Regions from separate parts of the Gossypium hirsutum genome. Here region 1 is linked to region 2. A link is a contact called in public Hi-C data. All regions are on one chromosome and are shown on one strand. The core of a region is the stretch at or near the end of the contact, and the rest is flanking DNA. Distances in the headings are between cores, read along the strand shown.

What was found. A called contact is a pair of places that touch in the nucleus more often than the background predicts.
Region 1: a contact with region 2 is called in a Hi-C map of leaf, with 2.8 times the contacts expected there. The contact joins the promoter of LOC107949497 here to the promoter of LOC107949501 in region 2. A contact is called at or near these places in 2 of 34 Hi-C or Micro-C datasets (leaf and seedling).

The regions. Positions count from the first base shown.
Region 1 is chrD03:32,175,988-32,182,252 of Gossypium_hirsutum_v2.1, forward strand. It overlaps LOC107949497 (probable membrane-associated kinase regulator 2), which reads right to left and starts at 1,763. Exons shown (of 2, transcript XM_016884157.2): 1 at 585-1,763; 2 at 51-481. The coding sequence starts at 1,578. The coding sequence ends at 441.
Region 2 is chrD03:31,766,606-31,772,702 of Gossypium_hirsutum_v2.1, forward strand. LOC107949501 reads right to left here and starts at 1,979. Exons shown (of 9, transcript XM_016884162.2): 1 at 1,576-1,979; 2 at 1-1,338. The coding sequence starts at 1,731. It overlaps LOC107949500 (serine/threonine-protein phosphatase PP1), which reads right to left. Exons shown (of 4, transcript XM_016884161.2): 1 at 5,861-6,097; 2 at 3,695-4,254; 3 at 3,236-3,448; 4 at 2,419-2,791. The coding sequence starts at 6,038. The coding sequence ends at 2,777.

The DNA.
Region 1 (6,265 bases), core at 513-3,012, 410 kb after region 2:
CATAAGTCGTAGGTATGGCGTTATAAGTCATCAGGGCACACTCCTTGGGCTACAGTAATTGTATTATTTATAAGAATAATTTCATAAACCAAGATTGACATTATAAATTGCATGGTCGTCATAATTAACATTTACAATTGTGGGAATTTGCTTGCTGTCTGTTCCTTTTTCCCTGCTTTGGTTCCCCACTTTTCTATTTTTTTGACCATGAATTACAACATTATCCGAAATTAAATTTGGTGATAATAATGGAGCCTGCATTTGCATAACATCCTTTTTTTTCCTTTTCAAAGATGGATACAAAGGATCTGATTCTTCTCACTTTCCCAGAAACAGGAACCCTTCAGCTACAAAATAGTGAGAGAATTGCAAAAGAACCTAAACTAGCTTGCCTTTACTTTACACACACGGGAATTTTTTCCACCATTTCATGCTTCAAATTACTCCGATTTTTCATTAGAGCTTGACGACATGGAAGAATCTACAATAAACAAAAATAATGGTTCAGTAACAGAGATGGTAAAACAAAAAAGGCTGATTTTTTTTTTTTGAAGTAACAAGTAATGAGCTTTTAAATGAAGTACCTGGAGAACGATTGAAAGATCTTTTGCAATGCAAGATGGCGCTTTGAACGCCGTCCTCTTGCTGCAACTGAGAATCATCTCTCCTCTTGGACGAAACCACCGACGACGGAGGAGGAGCAGCCGCTACGGCGGAGGAAGCTGATCTATTACTTCCCAAATGCTTACAAACCACTCTAAGTCCCGCTGGAACATTCACACGCTTGCTGCTCTTCAAGTGCACCTCATTCTCTCCAACTGGTTCTTTAGCCACCGTAGACGGTGGGTTTAACTGCCCTGAAAACTTTAATTTCTCACCGTACCTTCTCGAAACCTTAACATAAAGTGGCTTGACTTTCTTTAAGTATCGTTGCATTACATCTTTGGAGAATCTCTTTTCATCGGAAACAGAACCGTCGGAGCTTTGCTGTTTTTGAGACTTACCGTTGTCTTTGGAGAACAGAGACATTATAGGAACCTCTTCAACCTTGAACTTCACTGTAAAAAACCTGTTCTTGTTGTACTTCTTGTTAGTACTGTCGTTTCCTACTTGCTTTTTTGGCGGCTCTGTTTTTTCATTTGAGTTAAGCTTCGTCTTCTTCAACTTCAACAAAAAAACACGAACCTTAGCAGCTGATTTCAACAATGAGACAGTGCATTGTTGAGGCTTTGACTCCAAAGAAGAGTTCGACTCAACGGGTACTGCAAAGTCGAACTCGGTTTCACTTTCACCATCGGAGCAACCACCGTCAGGTTTGGTATCAACCTCACTTTCATCATCTTCAACATTATCTTCTTCGTTGTCCTCAGATTCATCCTCATCAGGAACTGAAAATTCTAAGTCAAAGAAAGGTCCATCGTCGTCGTCGTCAGTATCCACTGCCAGATGAGTAGTGGCCGCCGTGACAATCGTGGTCGTTGTGCAACCAGAACTGGCGGAGGAACGTGTGTTAACACAAGCATTGGTACCGTCGCTGCCGCCGCCTCGCCAATACTTAAGCAAGCTAAAAGCTTCCATAGTTGGGAGAGCCAGTATAGAGAAAAAGAAGATAAAATTTGAATGGGATTTTTGAAATAGAAAAAGTAAAGTGAAAAAAAGGAGTGAGAGAAAGTGGGAGGGTTTAGGGGTAATGGGAAGTGCAGCAGACTGAACATAGAAGGGGGTAACCTTTTCTCGCAGGCAAGAAGGAAGGAAGTTTAATCTTCTTTTATAAGCTTAATTAAAATTTGTGCTAATATATAAATATAATACAAGTGAAAATCAAGGGTGATGAATCTACAACTTAATTATAACACAATAAATAATTTAATTAATTAATCATAATAAAAACAAGAGTGGTAAATTTAAGGTTTTTATGTGGATTTAAATTTAATTATATGTATATTTTTATTAGTTTTTATTAAAATAAAAAGATTAAAATACCCTCAAATAATATAAATTATTTAATTATTGAAAGATATTTTCATAATTTTTCTAATAAGAGCTTAAATAATACTATAGAAGTATAGATATATAACTGATGTAGATAATAATTTATACATATTACAAAAAATGTATAAAACATATTAAAATAAAGCTTTGATTGTGTAGTAAATTTAATGTTTTACTAATTTGATTAGTGTGGATTTAAATCTCACAATATGCATATTTTTATTGATTTTTGTTAAAATGAAAAGACTAAAATATCTTCAAGTTATGTAACTTATTTTAATTACAAGATATTCCCATAATTTCCTAAATGGGTTGGTGCCTAGTTGACTTATGATCCCAACTCAATTAAGAGCTTAAATAATAGTAAGTATACAAGTATAAATATATAATTGATGGAGATAATAAATTTTGTATATTAAAATAAAGGCATAATACAAAAAATAGCTCATAATATTTGGTTGTTTGGTCACTTTTGCCTTTTATTTTTTTTGGATCACTTTGGCCCCTAATGCTTTTTTTTTTTTGTCAAATTAGTCTATTTTTAACGGACATACTGACGTGGCCGCTAGTTGACTAATGTTCAACATTTATCATTGATGTGGTGGTTCAAATATAATTAAAAGTTGCACTATTTTGTCTTATATCAACAAATGATTTTAAAATTATTTTTAAAAATTATTAAAATGATTTTAAAATCATCATCATCATCTTCATTGTTCCTCATCATCATCCCCGTTCCCCTTCAAAAGCCTCCTTAATCATTTTCTGGGTTTTTGAAACTTGTTTTTAAAATTATTAAAATTATTTTAAAACCATCATCATCACCTCTGTTTCTTCTTCTCCATTGTTTACTGTATTAAAGAAATCTGTTCTTAAAATTCGAAACCTGTTCTTAAAATTCTTACACCAAATTCAAAATTTAAAAGACCTTACAAGACAAGCATAAACCTTTATTATTTTTGGTTTGGTATAAAGGAAGTCATGGCCAAGAGATAAGTTCTGGGTTCATTAACCTTTATTGTTGTTTACAAAAGTAATTACTTATCCAATAAAGAAAATTTGGATCCACTAAACCCCATAGCGAATGAAAACCCCCAAAATCTGCAAATAAATTAAACTTAATTCTCATTTCCTTTACTAACCCATATCATACCCATCCTCATCTCAAAAATTCAAACTCAAACCCAACAATCTAAAACACAAAGAAAGAGCAAAAGAATAAAAAACCCTATCTTATTCCATGAAATTTTTTTTCTTCCTTCTTATTGTATTAGCCATTGATATTAAATCATTATAAAAAGAACCCATATTGGATCTTTATTTTCCCAGATTTGAACCCAAAAGAAAATGCCCGAAAAAGAACCCAGGGATAGATACATATACAACAAAGATAGAAGAAATAGAGAGTAGAAACCAAGAAAATCGCTTCGAAAATGGAAATGATTTTGAAAAGCAAATCGTCAATGAAAGAAAAGTGATGAATGTTTAGTCTCTTCCATTTGAAAGTCGGCCCTAAAACGTACTTCCACCTCCATGATTCTTTCTTCAGTAGCCTTTTGAATATTCTTCATATCTTTGTTTTTCCCATTATGGGTTTTTATTTTCAAAATATTTTGTGGGATTTTTTTTAACCTTTGATTGAAGAAGAAATATGGTGAGTTTTTTTTTTTTTTAAATGTGGTAGGAAACTTGAAATGTAGGAAAGAAATAGAGAGTTGAGGAGAAGAGACTAGGGTTTTTTTTATTTTTTTTTAAATAATTTTAAAATTATTTGCTGACATGTCATATAAGAGAGATTTACCAAAAAAAGCTAAGTTTTTTATAAAATTACTGAAATAGGCCGGTTTTTTAATTATTTACCGGATTGGGCCGTTTCCCCCAAAATCGCGCCACGTCGGAGCGATGTCAGGGGACGGGGCAGAAGGTCGCGTCCATGTCAGAGCGACCTGCTGACGTGGACGCGATGTGGACGCGCGCGTGAACAGTGCCCAACGGTCAAAAAATTGACCGTTGCCCCCCCCAAACGGTCAAATTTTTTTTACTATATAAACCCCCCACCCCTTTTATTTTCACAAACAAATTCAATATCAATTTCTTTCAAAAATTCTCTCAATTCCTTTCAAAATTTCTCTCAATTCCCTTCAAAATTTCCATCAATTTCCTTCCAAAATTCTCTCAAACTCTCAAATTCCTTCCAAAATCCTCTCAATTTCCTTCAAAAAATCTCTAAATCCATATTAAATTTCTTTTTCCATTAAATTTCATTTTTTAAGAAAATTTTAAAATTTTTTATTTTTTTTAAATAATTTTAAAATTTTTAATATTTTCAACAATGGTCGGATCATTGATTCGTCTTGATAGGAATCACATATCGGTGGAGCAAATGAACATGGTAAGTATTAAATTTAAATTTTAAATTTTTTTAAAGATATTTTTATTTATGTATTTTTAGATATTTATTAATATATTTTTTGTTATAAAAGGCTGAAGATCGGGTATTGGAATGCAATATTCGGAATATGCATGCTCCATCACCGTTAGTAGAGAACTACCTGCGGGAAGCGGGATTTTGGCACGTGGCGACGGTAGGCCGGGGATGCAAGTTGGAGCCGAAACTGATCAGTGCGTTGATCGAGAGGTGGAGACCTGAGACGCACACATTTCATCTTCCATGTGGAGAGTACACTATCACTCTAGAAGATGTCCATCTGCATTTGGGATTGCCGGTGGATGGGCACCCAGTGATCGGGTCTGCCCAATCTAGCAATTGGGAGGCGGTGTGCTACGAGCTTTTGGGCGCCGTTCCGGATAAAATGGATGGAGGTAAGGTGGAGATGGGCTGGTTACGTGCCACCTTCCCCGGTCTGAATAAAAATTCAACCGAGATTGAAAGAATCCGATATGCTCGATCATACATTCTTCAAATAATTGGAGGCTATCTCATGGTCGACACATCACGGACCCGTGTACATCTAAGGTGGCTGTTAAAACTCGTTGATTTTAGAGCAGCCGGTGAATTTAGTTGGGGGTCTGCTGTCTTGGCAACATTATATCGGGAGATGTGCGGGGCGACCAAACCGAGGAGAGCAAAAATCGGAGGTTGCCAGTCACTACTGCAATCATGGGCACGGTTTCGCTTTCCATTTCTACGTCCTCGAGTGAACCACCCATATACATTCCCACTCGTAACGAGGTAAATTTTATATTACATTTTGAAATTGATATGTAGATTTTGTAAGAATAAAAGAATGCTAAAAATTTATTTAATTAGGTGGAACCATCCGGCAAGTTATCGTGGAATACCGACTGAACTTGAAGATATACGGCTTCTATTGGAGCAACGCTCGGAAGCAGAAGTAAGTATTATTGCAAATAGATATTTCCATACATTCGCTAGTGGATTGATATTTAGTATTTAGTATTATGTATATATGTAATATTTCTATCATGTTCATGTAGTTTCAATGGACACCATACGAGGATCCGGCAGTCCGGGCAGTAATCCCGGAAGAGTTTTTACAAAATCCGAACGCTTGGCACGTGAAAGTGGTGTTGATCAACTATGCAACTGTGGAGCCCCACCAGACAGACAGAGTCCTACGACAGTTTGGATGTAGACAACCGATCCCTGCGGACCCTGAGGAGTTTGACGAGCACCACAAAATCGACCTTCGGCTATTAGGTACGGATTGGCCGTTGTACTGGTCAGTGTATATAGAAATGTGGGAAAATCGGAATGAATATCTACCTACTCGGGAACCAATCATCGTTCCCGAGTTAGTGTGCGTTCCAGAATACATGCCATGGTTTAGGGCCCATGAAAAGCCGTATTTACTTACGCCGGAGGAGAGGCGGCGGCAAATACGTGTCGGAAGGGAAAGGCGCGGGCCACAAAATCTAAGGAGACAAAACTACGAAGGCAGCCCCTCAACGAGGCCCAGACATTCACCCGGTTCAACATCAGCGACCATGCAGTCACCGTCCCCAACGAGAGCACCAAAGCAGTCACCTGGCGCAGCCATTCAACAGATGATACCCACGCATTCACCTTTCCCTATGATGCCAGGTATGTTTCCTAGCCCTTATATGTACCCTAACCCGTACATGTATCCTTTTCAGAATCCTATGGCAGGTTGGAGCCAAATGCCCGGATCAGCTCCATTTCCTGTAATGCCGAGCGGACCACCGATAACTAGGCCATCGGCGCAGGAGGGGTCGTAAGGGGGGCCGTCGGGGAGCTCTCCTTTTTACCAATCGCCAGCAACGCATGGCT
Region 2 (6,097 bases), core at 729-3,228:
ACAACTATCATCTACATGTATGCTATCGACAGTTTCTGAGACGGAAACAGAGCTCTGAATAGATGTTAATTTGGTATTGAATCCACCCAAAGATTCGCTTTTATGATCTAAACCAGCAGTCGGAGTCCAGCCAAGAAACGAAATGCCTTGTCCAAGCATTTTGCATTCATCAAAGAGTTTGCCACGATCACATCTCTGCTGAAGTGACCAGATTGTAACACGTGGTTTCCATTGAAATGAGTCTTCAATAGTGAAGCAAACTGATTCAACCCGAAGAAGTATTTGGCTCAAGTGGACAAAAGAAAACGACAACCTTGCACCCAGGGGAAATGACATGGCAGGGATTTCACAAAGAGGCTCATAATTGAATGTGTTATCTAAATATGATATTGCATACAAAACTGCAGATCCTATATTATTCCACACTAAAAAAATTTCAGATTCATGGGTTACACCAGTAATTTGTGCATTCCCATAATTTTTACTTTCAAGAAACATAGCCCCTACAACATGTGACTGACCATGATCATCTTCAACACAAAGGACATTGTTCATGAAAAGAATCACTCCTATTGTAATGGCACCGTCCAACAGCCTAAATATAGATCGATCTTTTAAAACAGTAGCAACAGTAGTCCTACACGTTGCAATTGACACTACTTGTCCAGCCTCAACAAGGCCATCTTCCCATGCCTCTATTTCTTGCTTAGAAGATTTCTGCAACCTAGTCTCACCCTCACTACCTTGATGAAAGTCCTTTGTCAAAGGAAACAATTGTAGCTTACCAAAGGAGTCAGCCAAGAGTGAACAATGTATTTCTCCATCATCAACTGAAGAAACAACATCCATAAACTTCAAAGGCCCAATGGACAAATTCCCATGAAAAACGGTTTGTACAATAGTAAGAGTATACGTATCAACAATAACAACAGTACACTTAGGAGGCTTCCTGTTCTGAGATTCTTTATCCATTGAAATCTCACCCCCTTCGGCAGATTCCATCAACTGGTGGTCAGTTAAATGTGCAGCATCAATAAAGCAACAGCCTACACAAGCATATCTTGGATTCCAAGGCAATGTACGAATAATCGATGGGCTGCCCACCCAAGGTGGCAGTTTTCTTCTACGCCTGCAGTGGCCACTACTTCTGCTCCAGACGCACAACATACTGTCAGTACAAGCACTTAGTAAGGCACCCCCATTATCAAAGCTAGAGTTGAAAGCAACATTACTTGAATAGTCCATGCTTTGTTCTCCAGATACTACAATGGGACAGCAAATGGCGAGATCAGCTATTGGTGCAGCATGACCGCACAACATAGCAATTGGTCGAATTTCCTGAATATGATACAAATTTCGACCATCAGTCTAAATTCAACAATCTAAACTATACCCTAGCAAAACCCAGATTTACTACCGAGCAAATGCATATATAATATCAAATTGAAGCTCTCTGGTCATTCAATTGCATAACACAAATATAATAAGCTAATTATTCTTAATAAGAAGAAGAGAACCCGAATCTTTTAGTTATATTGTTTTCCTAAATTGAATCGAGTAAAGTTAGTTGGTTACCGAGTGGGAATCTGAATTGGAGAGGTTCCACCAGAGGATGGAGCCATCGGATCCGCCAGTGTAGAGAGTCGGAGGGTGGTTGAGAGCGGCTGTGGCTGTGACACGATGGACCGGAGGCGTGCCTGACCATATACACGCCATGGATCGGCACTTCATGGCCTATGTAGTAGCTCTGCCTTCAAATGTGTTGAAGGCTGCGTTTTTATTACAAATTCGATGCGCAAGTGTCTATATTTTGGACCCAGATACCACTATATACATTTTTGCTTATTTCTTTGTTCTGGGCATGAATCTTTTCGAATGAACTTTTTACTGGTACCACTACCACTCTCTCTCTATTCATCAGCACTTCATAATTTTGCCAGAGTTTTGAGAATCTTCTACTTAGTTAATTAGCAAAATGAACAGAAAAAGGTTGATCTAATTATATATTTTTCAGGATTTCTTTTTTAAGTTTTACCAGGACAGGACCGGTCCAATTAAAGTTGAACCAATAAACCGATATAAACCAACAATTGAATAGGACCTTTTTAATTATTTTTATTTTATGTAATTTTTAATAATTTATTTAAACAAAGTTCCAAATACAACCCACATAACATCGAAAGTAAGAGCCAATTGTAAATCTTGGTTCCCTATTTTATCCAAGCTATTAGTATTTAAGATTTACGATGTTATCAAACTCTCATAAATTTTGCCTTTGTGAAAGCGCATCGCATTGTATCATGGATGGTTCTGATTTTAAAGCCGCTGAAGTGCCTGAAACTACTTCAGGCTTTTGTTCATAGGTTACCAAAATCTCAATGTTAAAGCATAAAACGGCCGAGAGCCATAGCCACCAAGTTCATAATTTTTTTTCTTTCCATTTGACTTGGAAGGGTACTACCCCAACCACAACAGAAGCTGAAAACAGTTACGATACGAAATGATATTTCGTTACCTACAAGAATTAAAAATCAACATACTGGAATTAGAATCCGGTTTTACATATGATAAGAAAAACCAAGCTCCGGCTGGTAACCGAGCTCCATAGCTCTTCTCCTATGTCATTCCAGCAACTTTACCTTCCAATTTCCTTTTGCATCCAACAATAGTCCAGCCAGCCATCACAGTTTCATTCAACAAAACACCATCATTAAGTAGAGACAAGAACGACCCTATTGGTCTATTGGTCATCCAACATTGAACTTTACGGTCTTACTCAGCGCTTCCCACCCTGAAAGAAGATAAAAAAAGGGCACAAATTGGTTTAGTGCCAGAAAAATAAAACGAAACAATCTGATAAAAACAGCTGAAAATGGACAATCTAACTAAAGCTGCACTCCCATCACTAAGTAAAAAAGAAGTGAAACCAGGGAAGGGGCTGTTCAGAAAGGCGCTGAGTCGTTGACAAAGCAGCAATCAATGTCAAAGGAAATTTTGATAGTAAACGGTTGAACCTCTCTCTCTCTCTGTGGCATATTTCTACATGGGTCCTATGTCCATTTGGTAATAACTGATCCATTGACCAGAAACAGTAGGACGCAGTTATACATATATCTGGTGACTCAAGCTTTATACCTGATTATCGATAAATATTATAGGACGGAATTGCTTACCTTTATACATATATTCCTTGGTGATTCAATTTATCAATTCATGATGACTAATAGTTTCCTACCTTGTGAGGTGGGGTTCCTGGTCTGAATGTGTTGTTGCCAAATCCACCCTTTCCTTTCTTCTCTAAAGATTTAAGAATCTGAAACGAACATGTTAAACTATCATCCACACTCATCATGGCACCTGCATTATCGAATTCCCCGCAGTAGTTTGGAGCAGAGAATATGGTCACCAACTGTCGCTTTGCAAAGAACTCATAGCCATCTTCTACAACCTAAACGAAGCATAAAAACATAAAATTTAAAAGACAATAAAGAATACAAACATTAATTACTAGAATTTAGTCAGTCTGCCCACATTGTTATACTGGCAGTAACACGAAGGTTCCAGGAACCCTAAACTCTTCATTTTTCACAAGTTTCCCACGAGTTCCTAATATACCATCAAGTCATGCAAATTTAGCAAAATAAATAAATAAAACAAAACAAAACGAAGTTAAGGTCAATACGGATAACAATACCTGGTGAGCTCGGCAAATGAGATCAAGGTCATGTTTCTTAAGGAATTCAGAAACTATGTCAGCCCCAAATGTATATGAAACTCCCCTATCATTCTCTCCCCAGCCATCAAGATCTTTATCAGGATCAGCCCAAAGAAGATCACAGAGAAGGCCCTGATCTGGCACATCAACAGGGCGAGAAATGCTACGGATCTGATCCAATGTTTTCAAGTCAGGAGATAATCCACCATGCATGCAAAGGATCTTCTCATCAATTAGAGCAGCAACAGGGAGGCAATTAAAGCATTCTGTAAACAACTTCCAGACACGAACATTAAACCTTCTTTTGCACTCATCATAGAAACCATATATACGGTTAATTGATGCACATTCATGGTTGCCTCTAAGGAGAAAAAAATTCTCTTTGTATTTGATTTTGTATGCTAGGAGAAGGCAAATTGTTTCAATGCTCTGCTTGCCACGATCAACATAGTCACCTAGGAATAAATAGTTTGCTGTAGGCGGATATCCTCCGTACTCAAACAAGCGTAGAAGATCAGAAAATTGACCGTGAACATCTCCTGCCAAAATAGTATGAAAGTAAACGCAGAATTATTACATTCCCAATTTGTTAAAACTTAAAAAACCTACAGAAATTAAAATTATATTATTTATATGGGAAAAAAAATGCACACCAAGCTCGTTTGATGAAGATCAAGTTAATGTGGTAGTGAATGAAAGATAAATTCAAATTAGAGAAGTCCAAGCCCCTAGAATTACCAAGCAGACCTAACTGACTGAAATAAAAGACCTTGAAATTATTGAGCATGTGATCCTATATACAAACCAAAATGAGAAAAAAACACACAGAGCTATCGTTCAAGGCACAACAGCTTCTGCAAAACTCTAATGACACTTTAAGGCCCACTAAAACCATCACAAACTCCGATGAACCCTTTTGACATATGATGTACAGATGGAAGCAAAATTATTACACATCCCACCCCCCAAACACATACAAACAAAAAATACTAAGTGTTGAAGTAAAAAGAATAGGAAAAAAGGGACCAAGTCCATCTTTACGGAAAGGAACAAATATACAAACAGAGTGCAGCTCTAAAATCTTATTTTAAGTTCAGCCAGACACAAAGACATTCTGTGCTCCAAGCCCCACATCTAAGGGTTAACATAATGCTAGCAAATTCAGAACCTTCATACGATAGCAGTAGTCTTGTTAGAAAATGTTTATCATAGTATGAAAGTTCTCACTTTCCCTTGATAAATGCTTTTATTATTTTCCACCACGTAGGGGAATATAATTTATTTAACTTCCGAATAGCACAAAATGCCAACAACTTTCCAAATTGAGACCCTTGTCATAGAAAAGTTGTCCCATGTCCACCGGACTGCATCTATCAAAGCACAATAACAAAAATCAAGATCATAAGCACACTAAATAATAACTAATACGCCCAAAACTTTAGAAAGGCTAAAGTATCATCTCATTATGGCATATGCATAATGCATGTTACATACAACTAGCTACAACAGTTTAGCCAAGTAGTGCGTGCAGTAAATATATCTTTACACAAAATTCACCTATCAATGATACTACTGCTTCCCTAACAACGACCTAGAGTTGTATTACTAAGATATCAGATTACATTTTACTCAAAATCTGTACATAAACAACAGCCAAAATTACATTGGAAAAGCCGGTGCTACCAAATAAAGAATTGGCATAATCTTCTAGGACTGCAAAGACTTACCTGCTGACAAACCAATCATGTATCTAGGATCCTTATCCCCCAATAACGCATTATCAAATGCCAATGACAATTCACTTGACAGTCTAACCCCAAAACCCTTTAGTCCACTTTGACTGCTCTTCACAATCTTCCTAACTCTTTGCTTTTTAATCAAAAAGCATCTTTTATAATTAACAATTTCATCTCAATAATTCTATAACAATCAGGAGCAACAAATTTTGGGTATAAATTAGCAAATTCTTACATCCATAGATATTCAAGATTGACACATTCAATGACTAAAATAAACCAAACTAACGCAAAAAGAAAGTAACCAAAATACCCCAAAATAAAGCAACAATCAATTGTGTAAATTTACATCAGCCAGGTTTACATGACAGAAGGAGGAAAATAAAGCCTTTAAATTGTTAGTTTTTACCACAAATCTTGATAGGGGCTTCAAGCTCGAGAAGATTAGGCTGACTAAGAAAGCACTCTTTGGAGGCAGCACAAAGCTGCTTTATCTCAGCCTCCGTCAACTGAACTTGCTTTGTACTCCTCCCATTCTTCGTCCCTAGCAGCCTCCTTATGATATTATCAAGCAAATTCTCGTCCATCTAAAAAAACCCTAAAACAACAAAGACCCTTTTCTCTCAAACTGGACCAGAAAACAATA